Linked DNA regions of Sus scrofa: region 2 is linked to region 1. Evidence: chromatin contacts called from public Hi-C data. All regions are on one chromosome and are shown on one strand. Each heading gives the region's core, a stretch centred on a gene start, on an enhancer-like site or on the middle of the called end of the contact. The rest is flanking DNA. Distances are from core to core; before and after follow the strand shown.

The links. Hi-C and Micro-C count contacts between places; a contact is called where the count stands out from the background.
Region 2: a Hi-C map of liver shows a contact between it and region 1, with 7 times the contacts expected there. The contact joins the enhancer-like site here to the promoter of RBP4 in region 1. A contact is called at or near these places in 1 of 5 promoter capture datasets (liver) and 7 of 47 Hi-C or Micro-C datasets (fetal liver, liver and skeletal muscle).

The regions. Positions count from the first base shown.
Region 1 is chr14:105,041,430-105,048,585 of Sscrofa11.1, forward strand. It overlaps RBP4 (retinol binding protein 4), which reads right to left and starts at 2,762. Exons shown (of 6, transcript NM_214057.1): 1 at 2,720-2,762; 2 at 2,407-2,535; 3 at 2,175-2,311; 4 at 1,902-2,008. The coding sequence starts at 2,517. It also overlaps a transcript of PDE6C not described here.
Region 2 is chr14:105,127,571-105,134,886 of Sscrofa11.1, forward strand. It overlaps FRA10AC1 (fragile site, folic acid type, rare, fra(10)(q23.3) or fra(10)(q24.2) candidate 1), which reads right to left. Exons shown (of 15, transcript NM_001243654.1): 14 at 1,148-1,226. Among named protein-coding and RNA genes, the nearest start is that of FRA10AC1, 39 kb to the right of the region's middle. Within about 2 kb of position 3,696, at least 4 of the 83 cell types and tissues checked have an H3K27ac peak or open chromatin away from gene starts, as enhancers often do. A contact at or near this core is called in fetal liver and liver, where this site is marked.

The DNA.
Region 1 (7,156 bases), core at 1,512-4,011:
TCTGCATTGGTTTGGTTTCTCTCCAGGTTCTTATTGGCTAAATAGTTCAAAGATGAAGAATTTAAATCATTAGCAATCTTTACCAGCGTCTCCCTCTAAGACAAGAGATGAACCCTCTCGGGGCTGATGGGAAGAACAAGCTTGGTCCTCCAACCTCCTCATTCCCAGCATGTGGGGTGGGTCTTCCTGGAGAGCCAGACACCCCAAACCTGTTTGGACAGTGGCTACCTGCACGCAGAGGAGCTAGGGAGAGAGCGTGATCAAGGCAGTGGCCATATGGCTCCCATTCTCCTCTACCCTCCCAGGGCATGGGCTTACACTATATCTGTGTCTGCACTGTACCCACCTAGGTGGGTTTAGAGGTTTTGAGTGCCAGTCCAAAAACCAAAGAAAACCCTTGGTAGAGGGAGCTGCCTCTAGGGACCGGACATCCTGAAGATCTGTTCCTCTCTGCGGTGGGCCTGGGATGTGTCCCTTCAGCTCCCTATACCTGTGTCCTCCAACCCTTTAAACCAACACAACTAGGTGAGAGGCTCCCTGTGGTTCTCAGGTCTAATAGTCCAGCTGAGCCAGATTGTGGGCAGGGTGCTATTTTTAACTCATTGCCCCCAGAAGTCAGGCAAAGGCAAAGTGAGTGGAGTAAGCCAAGCAACTCTGGATTGAATGACCTAAAACAGTGGTTCTCAAGCTTTACTGTGAGAAGGAGCACAGTCAAAATGCAGACTGAGGCCTCACCCCAAAAGTTCCTGTTTCAATAAGTCTGGGTTGGAGCCGGCAAATCTCATTTTTAACAAGAACCCCAGCTGGTCTGAATGTAGACAGTCTAGGGACCTTGTCTTGGAGAAACTACAGTAGACAGTCAAGCCTGTGTTGTTATATCAGCCAGACAACGATGCCTTTAGCTGAGCGATAGACTTTATCTGGAAGATGGACAAAGGAGAGTCTTTGGTCTTTTTGGGAGGGCCCCAAACAATGATGGTCATGGCTAATGTCTGTTGAGTGCTTATTAAGCATTTTCATGTATCACCTCCCAACAGGCTATGAAAGTCTTGAGCACTATCTTCTTGTGGCCTCAGTTTATTCATCTGTATATTGAGCCCCCTTCACAGGGTTAACTCTCCATTCTCTAAGATTCCATGATATGCCCCTCCCTCCCTGCCCCCCGCCCCCAGCTGCATTATTCTCTAGGTACCAAGAAGACTCCAGGTTTGAAACTTAGTAGAAATGGGGGAGAAATAGAGCACGTACACGTGTACGTTCTCAAACATCTACATCAGGTCAGATTTTAGGGTGCTCTTTCGAGAATCCTCAACACCCTGCCCCCCATACAATTTGGGGGGCTTGGGAGAAAGAGAAGAGGTCCCTGTCATCCAGACATAGAATCTCAGTATTGGCAGGTAGGGCACCTGGGAGTGAGCCAAGCCTGTGCACAAATGCTCAGCGTCCTTGGACAAGCAGGCTCTGAGCCTCTGCTGGAGCCCCTAGAAGTCAAGCTATTTCAGGGATTCAGACCAAACAAATGGAGGAAATACAAAATCGGGTTGAACAGTAATGTAAGTTAGAACTTGAGATGGGAGGTCTAAGCATGGAAAAGGCTGCACGCCCTGACAGAGCTGCTGCGCGGGTAAATGGCAGGAGGAGGTCACGTGACAAGCCCAAAGGTCCTTTTGAGCTTGGGCCAGGTTTTTGAGCTGGGGGGAGGGGGTAGGGTGATGAAGGGGCTGATCTATTCTCAACTTCACCAACCTCCCCCGCCCGACCCCGCCAGCCTCAAGCCATGCTGAGGGTTCTAGCCACTTACAGAGCATCCTTCAGAAGGGTGTCGCTGGAGAAGAAACCCAGCGATTTGGCGAGGTGTGCCTCCCATCCCCCAACACAGTCCCAATGAGCTGACTACTCACTTCCTTTCTGGAGGAAGGATGCTACGCCCCAGTACTTCATCTTGAACTTGGCAGGGTCCTCGGTGTCTGTAAAGGTGCCCACCATGTCTGCGCACACGTCCCAGTTACTGCAAAAGCCAGGTGGATCCTGAGCCAGGCCAAGCAAAGGGTGTCTTCCCTCCATCCCACCCGCGGTTCTCCTTTCCCTCCCCAGTCAGAGTTGGGCGCTCAGCCCGGGGGACCCTGCAGCACAAAGAGCACAGTCCCTCTCCCCTCCCTCCAGATGCCACTGACTTTAAAAGACGGACTCGACCCTTGGCCGTGGCGCTCATGTGGCCATTCTCGTCCACGGAGAATTCGGCGACGATGTTGTCCTGCAGAAAGAGCCCCTCGGGGTCCTTCTTGGCCATGGCGTACCAGGTGCCGGAGAACTGGGGAAGAGAGGAGACCAGGGTTTGATGTCCCGGAGCGCCCGGCTTACCGCCGGGAAAGGGGAATGCTGGGGATCCGGGAAGCTGATACCTACACGAGCCTTGTCGAAGTTCTCTTTGACTCGGAAGCTGCTCACTCGGCAGTCGCGCTCTGCCTGGGCGCTGCCCAGCGCCGCCAGTAGCACGAGCGCCCAAACCCATTCCATCTTGCTCCGGAGTCCGCCCTAGGGAAACCGCTCGCGGTGAGCGCCTGGCTGCCGGACCACCTGGCCCGCCACTGCCGGTCCCCAGACCCATTCCCGCCCGCACCAACTCCCCATCCTGCGGGCTGCAGGTCCCCCACCCTACCCGGCCCGGTACCCCGATCCCGCTCATCCCGGCCCCGCATCCCGCCAGGCCACTGCTCACCGTCGGGAGCTGCGCGCAAGCGTGGCCGCGGGTCCAGGCGCGCGTGGAGCAAGGGAAGCGAGCGCGCCGCGGGGCCGCCCGGCCTCTTTATAGCTCCGGGGGGAGGGGGTCGCGCTTTCGTAACGGCGCGGGGTGAAAGACCGAGGGGGAGGCGCCGGGGCCCGTGGGCCAGCACTTGCATAACGCGCCCTGACTCACCGCCGCCTGGGCGCTGGGAGGGTCCCTTTGGGCGAGAGCCTCACCTCCAGCGCCGCCCGGGGCTTGTGGAGCTGCCGCGCGGGGTGGCCTCGCCTGAGCCCAACTCTCCGGCGGCGGCGAGCGGCGGGAACCAGCTCTGGCCTAGTTACCCGGCACCGGTGCCAGCGGCCGCCAGCTGCGGCCTGGGGTGGCCTCGAGGCCCAGTTGCTCTGGCTGGAGGCTCAGGTCGGTCTGGCGGGAAGACCGTGGCCTCCCAGAGCGAAGGGAACCTGCGATGCTGCCCGGTGCGTTAGTGCTGCCCGGGTCCCGGCCGTGCCAAATTGGCCCCTCGGCCCTCTGAGAGCTGGTTGTGCAGGGGGTTGGGACTATTTCGGCCAAGTAGTTTTTCATTTTATAAAGACTGTCTTTTACTCTCTTTCAGGGGAGTTGTGGTGCCCTCTGGATCAATATTTGTTCTTTAGTTTCAACATCTTTAGAAGCATTAAAACCCTCCCTGTTAAATATTCTCCAGAAACGCAAACGTGGTCAGGACAGGAAATATTTTAGCAACCTCGGTGGTCGCTTACTTACCCCGTGGCACTTCGCTCAAACCGCTTTGAAACACACCTACCAATTGTTAATCCTGCAATTTTATTTCAAAGCCAGAGTGGAATTTTGTTTTGTTTTCAAAACAGCTAAGGTGAATTGGCTGCGGAGTGGACAAGAGGGGGAGGTGAACAAACTTCTATAACGTCAATGGTCAATTAAGTCCAAATGCTGTGACTTGGTCTGTGATTTTACCCAGTCATGGCACAATTCACTGACCATGGTTTTCTCTCTCCATTCGGAGTTAAAAGAGTTCCTCTAATCTGATCACAGCATTCAGCTTTGGACTGAATGAGCATTAGGGATATAGCAGTGATAGAATCTTTTTGTGAGATTCCTTCCGTACAATATCGCTGTGCCTCCATGGCCCAAACTGAAAAAGACGGAGATGAATTTGGTCCCTTTTGCTGCCACCAGACCTGAAGTGAGCGAGGGTGGAGGTAGAGAAGGGTGACTGCCAAATGGAGAAATAAGGAGTTGATGGTCTTGGGTTGCTTCTGAGCCTCTGGAACAAAAACACCTGTGGCTTCTGTCACTGTCCTGTAAGTCTTTGGCCATCTCTCAGCCTGGGCCTGGTTCTCTGCTTCATTTTCCACCTTCCTCTCACCCAGTTCTCCATTTGTGTACCAGTGATGATGCAATTAACTCCTTACTACCCCCTCTTTCCTGCTGGGAAAGCCCTGTTTTTGGCCTGCCTGCTAACCAGGAGATCTTCAGGTGAGGTCAGTTTTATCCCAGGGTGTATAATCCCAAATGGCTCAAACAAGGTCTTCTCCAGCCGCCCCTACAGGGACCCTGGGTGTGGCCACACACATGGTAGGTAGTATCTATGCACTGTAGGTAGAAAGGACTTCAGGGTACCTATCTCCTTTCCAATGCGTGGTTCCCCTCTTGGACATTCCAAAGTAGAGTTCTTCGAACTTCTTCTCCCATGCCTCCTGGGCTGGGGATTGAATCTGAGCCAGAGCTTCGACCTAACACCACAACTGCAGCAAGGCTGGATCCTTCATTCACTGCACTGGGCGGGGTATCAAACCACTACCTCCACAGATACTCACTACCACAGCAAGAACTCATCCATTATGGTTTATTACAGAATATTGACTACAGTTCCCCATGCTATACCAAACAAAATTTTTCAATAATATTTTCTTCAGTGGTTACAAAGCCATCAATCAGTTTCATTAATTTAGTTGAAAATAACATGCTTCCCATGTACTGAATTACCTCCGAGATACCTGGTCATACCCATCAATTACATGCAGGCAAAGACTCTCTGAAAGCAAATGTGTAAGGTGAGAGGGCCCTTTGAAATTGGCTGCTAGGATGTGCCTAACATCCTTGCCCTTAGGAGGTGTCTTCTGGTGATAAATAGTGGCAGGAACAGAGAATTTGGCTAGGGTAGGGCTAAGAGTGTGTCCAGTATAATGATCCAAAATGCCCTTGGTTAATCTAGCATATTGTTAGTTTCTTGTTAGTGCCTCAATCTCATGTGCATATTTTTTTGGCTGTTACATAAGCCTTATTTCCTATAAAAACAGCTAACTGCAGTGGAAAATTTTAGCAATAATGCAATTAAATATTACATGTGTCCATGAATATAATATACTACTGAAAAATATAAACTTGTTAAGCTGAAAGATTAAGGAAGTCAAACTCTTCTTTATTACATCTGTATGCTTTTTGTTTTTTGTTTTTTTCATTTTTTTTGGCCACACTTGTGGCATATGGAAGTCCCCAGGCCAGGGATCCAATCTGAGCTATAGCTGTGACTTATGCCACAGCTGTGGCAACACCAGATTCTTAACCTGCTGTGCCATGTCAGGAAATCCTACACCTGTATGCTTTTAAAAAGAATTCTGGGAGTTCCCTGGTTAAGGATCCAGCATTGTAACTGCTGTGGCATGGGTTTGATCCCTGGCTCAGGAACTTCCGTGTGCCACACATGTGGCCAAAAAAAGGAGGGGAATTCCTGGATTTTTTAAATTTAACTCTTGTATTGGTGTTTAACCTTTTATGCTATAGGTCTAGATTTTACGTTTCTTAAATAAAAAGTCTTTGTATATTCCCCTGAAGCAGTTAGTATGGTGTCTTGTACCCTCATGGGTGCACTTTTTAATTTATTCCTATTTAAGCTGGTAGTTTGAGATAGGTCACTATCACTAGCTGTGTGACCTTGAGCACGTTATTTAATTTCTCTTTATGCTTCAATTTCTCACCTGTAAATTACAGACAATTATAGTACCCACGTCATAAGGTTATTGTTAGACTGAAGTGAGATGATACATGTAAGGGTCTTAGAAGGGTGCCAGGTACAGATCATACATTTTTCCGATAACTTTTTTATTATCACTACCTGTGGCTTAGCTTTCCAAAAATACTCTGTAAATGTAGTAGAGTTTTCACATCCGCTTAGTTATTGTTTCGGTTTATCTAAATAAATGGTTGTCAATGTCTGTAACATCTAAGATATTGGCCCTTTTCCTCATTCTTCCCATGGGTTAATGCTGTCTTTTTTTTTTTTTTTTTAAATCTATACTTGAAATGAACGAGAAATGGTGACATAAAAAGTAAACAGAAGTTTAACAAAATCAACAGTTATTTCGTCGTGTTAAAATTTCATTCTAAGTGGCCTGTTTTGGTCATTTAAAAAAATATTACAGTTTTTTTTGGAGTTCCCATTGTGGCACAGCAGAAATGAATCCGACTAGGAACCATGAGGTTGGGGGTTCGATCCCTGGCCTTGCTCAGTGGGTTAAGGATGCGGTATTGCTAAGCTGTGGTGTAGGTCGCAGATTTGGTTCAGATCCCACGTTGCTGTGGCTGTGGCGTAGGTTGGCAGCTGCAGCTTTGATTGGATCCCTAGCCTGGGAACCTCCATATGCTGTGGGTGCAGCCCTAAAAATACAAAAGGCCAAAAAAGTATGTATAGTTTCTTAAATTTTGTTTTTTCAGTGCCTAGGACAGAGACACCAAAGTCTTGTCAGCACAGGCCAGAAACTCTGCAAGGACGACCCCCAGGAAGAGGAGCAAGTAGGTGATGGGACCTAGTCAAGGATGGGAGAGGAAGAGAGGTATTTGGGTGTGCACTAACAGGCCAGCTTCCAGTACTTCCTTCAGCAGAATCTTTGTCTTTATAAAATGTCATCCAGTACTCAAAGTAGACAGCCGTCATCCCTCTTTCTCACTTGCCTTTTCTAAGTCATCATTTGCCTCATCCTGTCAATTCTTGCCTGAAATTATTTCACATTTGTCCCTTCATTCTTCATTCTCAAGCACCCTCACCCACAGCCTGAAAGAAGAGCCTTTAAAAACTATGTTTATGAATGAATGATTTTCTTTAGATATTTTAGAAAAATCATTTAAGCAAAAGAGAAGAAAAAATTGCTGTGATAAACCCCACCACTTTGAAATAATCATTATTAACATTTTGGTATTTACATCTCTGTATATGTCTGTGTATGTGGAATTGTACTGCAATATATCATGCAGTTTACTGCACATCATAAAATCTTTCAGATCAATAGACTTTTACAATAGGATTATTAATAGTTTCCTATTGTATGACTATAATGCCATTTACTTAACCTCCTATTATTGAATATCTAGGCTATTTCTAATCTTGTTCTTTTATAATCATTGATGAATGTCTCT
Region 2 (7,316 bases), core at 2,446-4,945, 87 kb after region 1:
ACCTCTCCCTAAGTGAATTTATTACCTACGATTTTATTTTTAAGTACATTTTTGGTTGACTTTATAGCTTACTCTGTTCATTCTCATTTCAAATTAGAGTCTGATCAAAAAATGAATGAAAAAGAAGCTATTTTAACGAGGAATACAAGTCTTACTCCCAGGAATAGGGGAAATCTGCTTAGGTTGAAGGTTTTATTACTCTGAGAACAGTAAATATGTATTTGTAGCAGTGAAGATTATATCTAAAACAAAGAACAAAACTCTGAAAGGAGGTATTAAATAATACTGTGTTAAAATATTATGAAAAATTATAAAATACTAAGTAAGTATTACTGCTAGAAGCCAGAGTGATACAATGGAAATAGTACAGGTTTTCAAATCAGACAGTGTTTAAGTTCTTGCTCTATCAGTTATCAGCTGGGTAAGCAAGTTATTTAACATTTCTGGGCTCAGTTTCCTTATCTATAAAATGATTACATTTCTTCATAGAGCTGCTGAGTATTAAATATACATACAGTTTTGAACCAATATGCCCAGAGACTAACAAAACAGGACTAACATTTATTAAGAACTTACTATATTGGTAGGTACTATATGAGGTACTTTATATTCTTTATTAAATCTTCACAATAAACTCTATGTTGTAGGTATTATTTTATCCTCTTTCAACATATAAAGTTCAAGTGGTGAACATCCCAGTAACAAGAGCTGCTAACATTCCAGCCTATATCCAGACAGTTCTTCCAACCAACAGCAAAGAACAAGGCATGCATTGAGCTTTTACACCTAGATGTACCTTCAAGGCGCTTCCCTGCAGAGGTTTACAATAATCAAAATATCATGGATAGGCTTCTCTGGAAGCTAGTAAACAGTGCCTCTTTGAAAGAACCTAAGTAAAGACTAGGGGTCATCTGTCAAGGTGAGCTGAGGAAAAGATTTACTCACTAAGAGGGAGCTGGATGACTTGACTGTTTATGGCCACAAACAATGACTGAGAATAAACTGATTTTATCAGGCTAAGTGTTCCCTGGCTTTAAACAGACATTCATGACACTAAGTTTTTCATTAACTGTTATCAAAGAGGCTGTGTTCATAGCTTCCTAGATGATGCAGAAGGTATGCATTATCTATTAATATCAGGACTTACTGTGATTTTTCATCTGTCTCTGGTAGTGGGCCCTTCCAAAGGTCAGATTCTGAAGTACTTTCTTCTTCATCAGAGTTTCCTGTTCATTTAAAAGAGATTTTTTGAAAATGTGCATATTACATTTAAAACACATTTTGAACTACCCAATGCAATTAAATTAACTGCAGTTTAGCTTTAATTTTTATAGCTCTCTGAAAATTTAATTCACTTTTACAGACCAATAAATTCTTTTTAAAAATAAATAAATAAGCTGAGATATACCAAAGAGCCTCAGCAGAAAGACCAAAGATTTAAAGTCTCATGGGTAACTTCTCTAAGTTATACTGAGTTAAAGTAGCAATTCCAATATGAACTCTATATTTTAAAACAATTATCTCCTACAATATACTTGTCTTTAATCTAGTTTCTCCTTTTTTACTGATCATACAAAAGACATACAGGTTAAGATTTTGTGGAGAGTATATTTACATTAGGATCAAGACCTCAAGAACTGAATTAGTAATATAGGACCAGCCAGTTAAACTATGAAAAAATATTTGTCAGACTTTAAAAAAGAAAATGCTTATTACATGACTTAGAAGAAGTTCATTTCTGTGAAGAAACGACATTTTCATACACTGCTAGAAGTAAAATTCTGAATACCTTTTTCTTGAGGAAAATCTGGCAATATAAATCAGTTTAATATATAGATATGCTTTGATCAGCAATGCTTTTAGAAATTTAATTATGTACTTAAAATAGATGAGCATCTCAGATATGTATAAAGATGTTCATTTTATAACAATAACAACAAAAGAAAACAACTTAAATCCCTACCAATTAGGGATTAAGATTGGTTAAATAGGAGTTCCCGTAGTGGCGCAGTGGTTAACGAATCCGACTAGGAACCATGAGGTTGCGGGGTCGGTCCCTGCCCCTTGCTCAGTGGGTTAACGATCCGGCGTTGCCGTGAGCTGTGGTGTAGGTTGCAGACGCGGCTCGGATCCCGCGTTGCTGTGGCTCTGGTGTAGGCCGGTGGCTACAGCTCCGATTCAACCCCTAGCCTGGGAACCTCCATATGCCGCAGGAGCGGCCCAAGAAATAGCAACAACAACAACAACAAAAAGACAAAAGACAAAAAAAAAAAAAAAAAAGACTGGTTAAATAAATACTATACAGCTATCAAAAACCCTTAGCATATCTATATGTATTATCACAGAAAAATATCCATGCCATATCAAATTTTTAAAAAGTTACAGAAAGCAGGGAGTTCCTATTGCGGCTCAGCAGGTTAAGAATCTGACTAGTATCCATGACGATGAGGGTTCAATCCCTGGCCTTGCTCAGTGGGTTAAAGGATCCATGTTGCTGTGAGCTATGGTGTGGGTCGCAGATGCGGCTTGGATCTGGTGTTGCTGTGGTTGTGGTGTAGTCCAGGAGCTGCAGCTCTCATTTGACCCCTAGCCAGGGAACTTCCACATACTGTGGGTGTGACCCTAAAAAAAGACCCCCTCCCAAAAAAGATTACAGAATGCAAACATAGTATAATCTAACTGGCAGTTAAGACATTATCTATATGTATATACAAATATACAAAGTATTATTAATATGTGTATATGTATATGTGTGTGTATATAAATAAGTTTGTAAGGAAAACCAAACTTAACAGTGATGGTATTACCTGTAGGCCTGGGATGCTTTTATTCTTTAAGCATTTCCATTTTTTTGTGTGTGTGTGTGTTTGAAAGAATAATTACATACTACCTTTAAAGATCAGTAAATACAATAAAGATACTTCTTTTTTTTTTTTCTTTTGACTTTTTGCCTTTTCTAGGGCCGCTCCTGCAGCATATGGAGGTTCCCAGGCTAGGGGTCTAATCAGAGCTGTAGCTACTGGCCTATGCCAGAGCCATAGCAACGCCAGATCCAAGCTGCATCTGCGACCTACACCATAGCTCACGGTAATGCCATATCCTTAACCCACTGAGCGAGGCCAGGGATTGAACCCACAACTTCATGGTTCCTAGTCGGATTCATTAACCACTGAGCCACGAAGGGAACTCCAAGATACTTCTATTTTTAAGATATAACAAGACATGTTCCAAATGAACCACCCTATATTAGTCAACTAAAAATTATCAAATACTGAGTTCCCACCATGGCGCAGTGGATTAAGAATCCAACTGCAGTGGCTCAGGTTGCTGTGAAAGTACAGGTTCAATCCTCGGTCTGGGGCCTGGCACAATGGGTTAAAGGATCTGGTGTTGTTGTGGCATAGGTTGTAGGTGTGGTTTGGATTTAATCCCTGGCCTGGGAACTTCCATATGTCGTGGGTGTAGCCCTAAAATTAAAAAAAAAGATTCCTTAAAAATTATCAAATATTGAAACATGTATTATGCAACAATAAAATTATATGTCACAAAGTAACTGCATTAGCAAATAATTCCTCTCCAATAATGACCGTTAGTCAAATAAGAATGGATACAAATTTGCCCTGTTAATACAGAATGTCCCTTAGTCAAATACAACACAAAAATAAAGCTGCATTGATTTGCCACAGTGTAGACTAGCCTTTTACTTGCTGGACTTTGATCCTTGAATCAACATGTGTGTCTGAACTTTGGTCCTAAAACAATCTATTCTAGCACAAATTCTAACAAAAACAGCAAAAAGGGGAGTGGGGGGAGAAGAGAGTTTTACTTCTAATGATCCACACACAAAGATGATAAAGTCATAGAACTTTAAGGACAAGATTCCTGCTCAATGACGGCCAGCACTGGAACTGCCAGTGTCTAAAACTGAATATGCAAAAACAAAAAACATCTCCTACTCTTATTTTTAGGAAAAGTCATTGAGATAAAGAAAGCACAGAAAAACTAAATAGGCCTAATAAAGTTATCACTATGGTATTAACCTGTTAATGTCAGAGAACAAACCTACGAGGGCTTTGAAAGTGGGTAGCTAATTTCAAAAGGCCTTATACCTTTTCTCTTGCTTCCTCTTGAGAGTACTTCCCACATGCCAGCTTTCCTACACCAGTTTTCTGATACTAGACGATCCAGCTTTAGTAAAAATACAATCAATTCAGAATAACTTTATAAAATAGCGCTCTCTGAACGAGGACATGCTGAAAAAGTGACCCAATATTCTCAGGGAATCAAATCTACAAGATTAGACTATACGACTTTAAGGTCCCTTACTGCCCTATGAACCTATAACATCTAAATATGAATCTAAAATATCTAGTTCCTTTAGGGTTACAGTAACTATAAATAATTTCTTTGATAACTGCTACAACTGTCAGAGGTGGAAAGGGTATTGCTAATGAAATAATTAGAAGAATGGGCAACACAAAATGATGCTTGCATTTGCATCAGTGTCAAATCTACACAATAATTATTGGCAAGTGGGGATCAGAACTTAAGTCACTGACTCTCTGTGTTGAAAGAGGATCTCAGGAGTTCCTGTCGTGGCGCAGTGGTTAACGAATCCGACTAGGAACCATGAGGTTGCGGGTTCGGTCCCTGCCCTTGCTCAGTGGGTTAACGATCCGGCGTTGCCGTGAGCTGTGGTGTAGGTTGCAGACGCGGCTCGGATCCCACGTTGCTGTGGCTCTGGTGTAGGCTGGCAGCTACAGCTTCGATTTGACCCCTAGCCTGGGAACCTCCATATGCTGTGGGAGCGGCCCAAGAAATGGCAAGAAGACAAAAAAAAAAGAAAAAAAAAGAAAGGGGATCTTGGAGGTCCAGCCCTTATCCAATGAATGAAATGTCTTATTTAAGTAGAACACCTCCAAGACCTAAATAGACACTTCTCCAAAGAAGACATATGGATGGCCAACAGGCACATGAAAAAATGCTCAACATCACTAATTATTAGAGAAATGCAAATCAAAACTACATTGAGGTACCACCTCACACCTGTCAGAATGGCCATCAGTAGTAAGTCTACAAATGACAAATGCTGTGGTGTGGAGAAAAGGGAACCCTCTTACACTGTTGGTGGGAATGTAAATTAGTACAACCACTAGGGAAAACAGTATGGAGATACCTCAGAAAACCAAATATAGAACTACCAAATGATCCAGCAATCCCACTCCTGGGCATATATCCAGACAAAGTATTCACTGAAAAAGATACATGCACCCCTGTGTTCACTGCAGCACTATTCACAATAGCCAAGATATGAAACCACCCAAATGTCCACTGACATATGGATGGATTAAGATGTGGTATGCATACACAATGGAATACTACTCAGCCATAAAAAAGAACAAAATAATGGCATTTGCAGCAACATGGATGGAACTAGAGATGCTCATACTAAGTCAGGAGGAGAAAGACAAATAGCATATGATATCAATTATATCTGGAATCTAATATACAGCACAGACAAGCCTACCTACAGAAAGAAAAAAACTCATGGACTTGGAGAACAGACTTGGGGTTGTCAAGAGGGAAGGGGAAGGAGTGGGAGGGACTGGGAATTTGGGGTTAGTATATACAAACTATTGCATCTGGAGTGGATAAGCAATGAGATTCTGCTATATAGCACTGGGAATGTAACTAACCACACTTGTGATGGAACATGATGAAATAATGTGAAAAAAGATGTATATATATATGTATATATATATATATCTGGGTCACTCTGCTGTACAGCAGAAATTGACAGAACATGTAAATCGACTATAACTAAAAAACTAAAAAACAAAACAAAACAACAAAAAACATCTCCAATGACAAGTGGCTGTCCAATCTACATTTGAACACCTCACTACTTCCGGAGGCAGGGCATTCCTCCAGACTCATTTCTTTAGATAGTTCTAATTGACAAGTTTTTCCTTAAATTAAGGCAAAAATCTGTCCTTGGACTATTTTTATCCATAGACTCTAGTTCTGCCAACCAGTCACCAAAAATAAGTAGCAATCTTGCAAGTATCTACAGTTTCCACGTCTACCTCCTTACCCTTTCCCTCTTCACTTTTCTCTAAGCTAAATATCTATGGTTCCTTCAACCTTCTTCCTGGGACATAATTTTAAGTTCTGACAAGGTTTTGGTTGTTGTTGTTTTTTTTTTTTTTTTGGTCTTTTTAGGGCTGCACCCATGGCACATGGAGGTTCCCAGGCTAGGGGTCGAATCATAGCTGTAGCCGCTGGCCTACGCCACAGCCACAGTAACACAGGATCCGAGCCCTGTCTGCGACCTACACCACAGCTCACACCGACACCAGATCCTTAACCCACTAAGCAAGGCCAGGGATCAAACCCACATCCTCATGGATACTAGCTGGATTCTCTTCCACTGAGCCATGATGGGAACTCCCTGGTTGTTCTATTCTTGATTTGTTTTAAGTTTTCAATGGTTCATTTAGAATGTAATGCAAATTGCATACACCTTTCTCTATATGCTTTGAATAATGAAAACAGTTCTATGTCTTGGTTTTTCTAGATGTTATATGACACCTAAATAATTTGGCCTGCTGAAGAAGTGGCAACTCTCCAATTATGATAACAAATGGACAGGTCAGACTTCTATAGATTTAATTTTTGATCTGACAATTCTAGAGAAAAAACATAAAATCTGTTTAATGTCCAGTATTTTCCTTTTCTCTGATATAACAACAATAATTGCTACAGGTTACCAAGGACTTTGTCAGACACATGCTTTTTACATGTCTATCATCATTTGATTCTGATAACAATCCAATGAAACTAAGTCTCTTGATATTCATTTTATACATAGAACTGAGAAGCAGATCAAATCATTTAATGTGGACTTGTATAATATATCTGCCAAAATTCAGGTATCAAGAGTGGACTTACATTTGATTCACTGATGAATAGTTATTGATGATATAGATAAAAGGGCAAATGGGATATTATATACCTATTATTAACATTAAATGAGGCACACAACAAAACCACTTGCGATTGTGGCTAACGAATATAAGTTGAAATTCTTTTTTTTTTTTTTTTTTTCTCCTCATAGAAATAGGTTTTTCTTTTTGGATTTGGTTTTAATAATCCATATGTTAAATGGAGATAAAAGGGTAACTGAATATTATCCAAATGAAAATGAAATACAAGAAACATCAAAATCTGAGTTCTGAAATTGCAAAGACCAAGAAAGATCACTGACCACTTAAGAAGCTATCTGGGTTTGGCATACCATAACAAAGCACATGTCT